Regions from separate parts of the Mus musculus genome. Here region 2 is linked to region 1. Evidence: chromatin contacts called from public HiChIP or PLAC-seq data. All regions are on one chromosome and are shown on one strand. Each heading gives the region's core, a stretch centred on a gene start, on an enhancer-like site or on the middle of the called end of the contact. The rest is flanking DNA. Distances are from core to core; before and after follow the strand shown.

Region 1 (2,700 bases), core at 40-2,539:
AGAGGATAGCTAAGGCCACACAAAACAAAAAACAAAAAACAAAAACCTCTCTACCATTATCCAATCTTAGGATGCTGAGATGCTCAAGTCCCTTATACAAAATGCTATATTATGGGCTGGGGTATGGCTCAATGGTAGAGCATCTGCCTAGAATCCCCCAGTGAGAGGCTGGGGGCGTGGCTCAGTGGTAGAGCCCCTGCCTAGTAGAATCCCTTGGGAGGCAGATTTCTGAGTTCGAGGCCAGCCTGGTCTACAGAGTGAGGTCCAGGACAGCCAGGGCTATACAGAGAAAACCAAAAACAAATAAACAACAACAAAAGAGATGCTCAAAATCTCAAAAGTATTTTTCTATTTCCAATATGGATTGGTGGTCATTTTAGAGTCAAGCAGTGGTGTCTCACAGAGAAGCCCTATCTCAAAACAAACAAAAGTCCCTCAGCTTGGAAATGCTGAGTTCAGTTAGACTGCTTCCCAGGCACTGCGTGTTTGGGGTATACTAGTAACAGCATAAAGGTAAGATGGGATTCAAGCTATTGGTAATGAACCAGGCGGTGGAGGCGCACGCCTTTATTCCCAGCATTCAGAAGGCAGAGGTAGGTGGGTCTCTGAGTTCAAGGCCAGCCTGATCTACAGAGGATAACCGGGGTGACATAGAGAAACCCTGTCTTGAAAAACAAAACAAAACAAAACAAAACAAAAAAAATAAAATGGTAAGCATGCCTGGTTCCTTGGGTTTTTGTTTTTTTCCTCTTGAGGTGGGATAAGAATTCTGGGGGCGGGCTGGAGAGATGGCTCAGTGGGTAAGAGCACCCGACTGCTCTTCCGAAGGTCCAGAGTTCAAATCCCAGTAACCACATGGTGGCTCACAACCATCTGTAACAAGATCTGACTCCCTCTTCTGGTGTGTCTGAAGACAGCTACAGTGTACTTACATATAATAATAAATAAATCTTTAATTAAAAAAAAAAAAGAATTCTGGGGGCAGATGATTCCTTGAAGAACTAGCACAGAGTCAACCCCTCGTGGCAGGGCGGGGGGGGGGGGCGAGGGGGGGCGGAGACTAGACGAGACACTGCCTGATGCTTGGCATTACAACTAAACTAAACCTAGGTTGTCTGTTCCTCTGAGACACGGGTGGAGCGCCCCCTGGAGGCGACAGACGGCAAGAATTGGGGAAAAGGCTTGGGGCCTTCCAAGGTGTTAAGAGGGAGGTGCACTTGCTCCTTGCCCCAGGCTGTCCTCCTGTAGGTGGAGTCTGCTAGGGAGTGCCTTGCCTGGAAGGGCAAAGGGCTCTGTCTTCTAGCCTCTACCAACTGACAAGTCTCAGTCACCAGGCCTTGACTCTCTAAGCTCATAGAAAGGTAAGCGACTCCAGAGCACTCAGTAGCATTTCTGTAGGGCTGTGTGGGAACTCCTTTCTCCTCAGGAGCTTCAAACACTGTCCATTCTGCAAAGTCCCATAGTCTACTTCCCGGCTAGCCAGACTAAGGGTCTCCTTTACAAGATGCCGGCGCAGCACCCCCTGGAGGCAAAGGGTGGTAAAACTGAGTGGAAATAGCATGAGGCAGGGCAGAGGCAGGGCAGAAGGACCCAGGGTGAGGCTTCTCCTTCTGACAAGCCCCAGGTCACTGCCTCCTCATCCATCACTCCCCAACAGAACCCAGAATCCCAAGCGGCAGGAGCACTGGGGGACACCCGGGCGGAACCTTCCCTGGAGCAAGTACTGCAGGAGAGGGATGAAGCCATTGCTAAGTGAGAGAAACTCTGGGGGTGGGGGTGGGGTGGAGGAGGGGGAAGTGGGGACTCACTCCTACTAGAGGAGAGGAAGGGGGCTCCAGATATTTCCAGAAGACAGCCACTGGAACACCCCCACCCCCATCCCCCACTGCCTGTAGGAAGCGCGCGGTGGAAGAGGAGCTGGACTCCTGTCGAGCCAGGCTGCGCACAGTGGAGGCTCAGCTGCTGGAGGTCCTGCAGGAGAAACTGAAGCTGAAACAGGAGGTGGAGGCCTGGGAGGTAGGGTGGAGCCTCTGAGTCGGGAGTCTTGGAAGACGCCCCTCCGCCCCTCCGTCCCCAGGGATTGCCTCGGACCTGCTCTCTCTCCCGTGCCCAGGAAGACATGCAGCATATGGTTCGAGAGCGGGTGCGGAGTCAGCTGCAGGGAGAGCCCAGAGGCACCCTGGGAACACACGAGAACACAAGCCCGGGCAGAAGTTCCTGGATTCAACTCTCCCGGGGTCAGTGGGGGCGACGGTGGTGAAAACGGATCCAGGGCTTAAAGGGGAACTGTCTTTATTCATTAAAAGTGTTGGGCCACTTCTGTACTCCTGGACCCTCTCCGTGCCCCTGAGTTTTTCTGTGCAGAAGCAAGATGGCACAGATCCCAAGCCTAGAGTCCCCTGGCTGCTCTTCCAAGGAGCTACTTCTTAAGCCAAGAAGCTGGTGACAGCATCCATGAAGTCTTGGGGTTTGTCGCTGTGGACCCAGTGGCCAGCGTTAGGCACGGTCTGAATCTGGGCTTGAGGGAAGAGTCGCCTAATCTCTGAGTGGTGGCTGGGTCTGGCCGCCATAGTGAAGCCAATGGAGAGGGAAGACAATGGAGAGGTGTGGGGAGAGGGAGAAAGGGAGAGAGAGAGAACAGGAGAGAGAGATGTGCATGAGCCTTCATGCGCAGTGGTATTGCCAGGCTCCCAGATACCC
Region 2 (2,700 bases), core at 129-2,628, 870 kb before region 1:
TGCCCTCAGGGGATAGGGAAGAGGACACTAGGGTGGGGTCCACACCTGGAGGGAGCCTGGACACACAGAAAATCAGGGCAAGGGTTACACATCCCTCCTGACCCGGGGCTCTTCGCCCTCCGCCCTGGGTCCGCTCCCCCTCCCCCCCACCTCCCCGCCCTCCATGCAAGGAATCAGAACTCACGTGTATTTCCGGGTGAAGCACCGAGAGATGTAGCCATGTTCGTCCTGCCTTTCTTCGTGCTTGCCTGTGGGTGGGGACAGAAGGTCAGAAGCAGCCCTCTGCTGTCCTAGCTAAGGAGTGGCTGGGACCCCCCAGGGAGGCAAACAAACCCGAGTGCGGCGGGGTGCCTGACTGTCTGGAATCTTAAAACTTTCCAGAAACTTCCCTTCTGAGATTTGGGATGCGAAGGGCTTGGCTCTGACCCAGACTTGGATACCAGGGTAGGTATACTCAAAGCCTCTGCGGCTGGGTCTAGGGACCCTGATCCTGCCGCTTGCTTATTTGGGAATGAGGTCTTCCAGAAGGTGTGTTGGGTCTTCCTTCATTTTGTTTCTGTGCTGCGGGTGGAACGCAAAGCCTCAAGGCCTCCCGGCAGGCCAGGCGAAGCTCTACCCTGAGCTACATCCCCAGCTGTTGGTCCATATCATCGAAGATGACAGAGCTTTTAAGAGCAACCTGCACCCCGCGTTCCGGGGCAAGAGAAGCAGGCAAAGGAGAATGATGCGGGCTCCGGGTCCCTAGGTTCATTTCTAACTTCTCAGGGTTCTATTCCTCAGGGTTTCAGCCCCCACCCTCAGCCCCCCAGCCACCACTCTCGCCTCGGCAGCTTCGTCCCCTCTGGGCACAAGGGAAACTCACCAGTGATCTCCACCACGCCTTCCTTGGTCTTCACTGTGAGCTCCTCCGGAGCGAAGTGGTTGACGTCCAGGGACACGCGCCAGCGATCAGCCGTCTGTCGGATCTCCGAGACCCCGCTGCTGAGCTGTCGGTTGAGCGCTCGGCTGAAGGCTGGTGCGGCCAGGGTCACCGCCGCGGGGCCCTCGGCGGTCGCGGCGGGCAGCGGGCGCACGTATCCGGGCCACCCAGCGGCGCTGAACCACTGCGACCACTCATCGGGCAACCGGGGCACCCCGAAAGCTTGATCGAAGAGGCGGCTGTGTGCAGGGTACCAGTCCCGGAATGGTTCCCAGCTCGGGCTCCGCAGCAGCGAGAAGGGCACGCGGCGCTCGGTCATGTTCTTGGCTGGTCAAGGCTGAGGATCTAGAAGCACTGGGCTGAGGATCCGAGAAGTGCCGGACTGGAGCCCCAGCGTGCTTTTATGTGTGCCCAGCCGGGTATTTTTAGCAGGCGGTGCTTCAGGTCTCTATTAATGGCAATGACCGTCTCAGGGGCCGCCCCTCGCCGCCCCTCCCCTCTGCATTCCTCCCCCTAAGCTTGCAAAGGGGGCGGGCAGGCGGGGCCAGGAAGGTTCTGCCCCCATCTGGAAACTTCTCTTGTTGAAGAAAACAAATGACGGCGTAATACCGGTAGCTGGAGCGATTCCCACTGTCGGGTTTAGGACACTGCTGGCTGAAGGGCGGTGGCCTGGGGCCAGCCCCATTTTTTATTGAGAATAACCAGGAGAGGTTAGGTCTTTTGTGTCGCAACTGGGAAGCAACTGAACCTGGTCTGAACCAGAAGGAGGCCCGTGGGAACACACATGTCATGGCACACCTGTGGAGGTCTCATGACACCGGCAAGATAGCTGTCTTCTATAGTGTATCTCCTGGGGAGCAAAGGCTTCGTGGCAGGCGCCTTAGTGTTCACTGAGTATCTTTCTGACCCAGAAACTGACTTTCTTTCTTCTTTCTCTCTTTCTCTCTCCTCTCTCCTCTCTCTCTCTCTCTCTCTCTCTCTCTCTCTCTCTCTCTGAAGTAGGATTTTTCTTTTTTTATTTTGATGCTTTTTTTTTGTTTTGTTTTGCTTTGCTTTTTTTTTTTTTTTTTTTTTTTTTTTTCTGAAGACAATGTTTCTCTGCATAGCCCTGGTTGTCCTGGAACTCACTTTGTAGACCAGGCTGGCCTCGAATTCAGAAACCCGCCTGCCTCTGCCTCCCAAGTGCTGGGATTAAAGGTGTGCATCACCACCGCTGGGCTATTTGATGCTTTTTTTTTTTTTTTTTTTTTTGGTTTTTCGAGACAGGGTTTCTCTGTATAGCCCTGGCTGTCCTGGAATTCACTTTGTAGACCAGGCTGGCCTCGAACTCAGAAATCCACCTGCCCGTGCCTCCGGAGTGCTGGGATTAAAGGCGTGCCCCACCACACCCGGCCGCTTTTTTTTTTTATTATATATATATATATATATATATATATATATATATATATATATATAATGTGTATCAGTGTTTTGCCTACATGAATGTCTGTGTGAGAGTGTTAGATCTTGAGTTACAGAGAGTATCAGAAATTGGAATGCCAGGTGGGTGCTAGAATTTGAACCTGGATACTTGTACTGGCTGGTTTAGTGTCAAATTGATACAAGCTGGAGTTATCACAGAGAAAGGAGCCTCCTTTGAGGAAATACCTCCATGAGATCCAGCTATAAGGCATTTTCTCAATTAGAGATCGGGGGGGGGGGGGCATTGTGGGTGGAGCCATTCTTGGGCTGGTAGTCTTGGTTCTATAAGAGAGCAAGCTGGGCCAGGTGGTGGTGGTGCA

The links. HiChIP or PLAC-seq counts read pairs in DNA pulled down with a chosen protein or histone mark.
Region 2: a contact with region 1 is called in an HNF4G HiChIP or PLAC-seq map of pancreatic cancer cells. The contact joins the promoter of Hspb1 here to the promoter of Abhd11os in region 1. A contact is called at or near these places in 2 of 115 datasets of contacts at active chromatin or transcription factors (bone marrow-derived macrophages and pancreatic cancer cells).

What each region holds. Positions count from the first base shown.
Region 1 is chr5:135,011,746-135,014,445 of GRCm38.p6, reverse strand. It overlaps Abhd11os (abhydrolase domain containing 11, opposite strand), which reads left to right and starts at 1,289. Exons shown (of 4, transcript NR_026688.1): 1 at 1,289-1,361; 2 at 1,658-1,752; 3 at 1,896-2,016; 4 at 2,114-2,324. Abhd11 (abhydrolase domain containing 11) reads right to left here. Exons shown (of 6, transcript NM_145215.2): 6 at 2,271-2,559. The coding sequence ends at 2,427.
Region 2 is chr5:135,886,597-135,889,296 of GRCm38.p6, reverse strand. Hspb1 (heat shock protein 1) reads right to left here and starts at 1,378. Exons shown (of 3, transcript NM_013560.2): 1 at 863-1,378; 2 at 185-248; 3 at 1-56. The coding sequence starts at 1,238.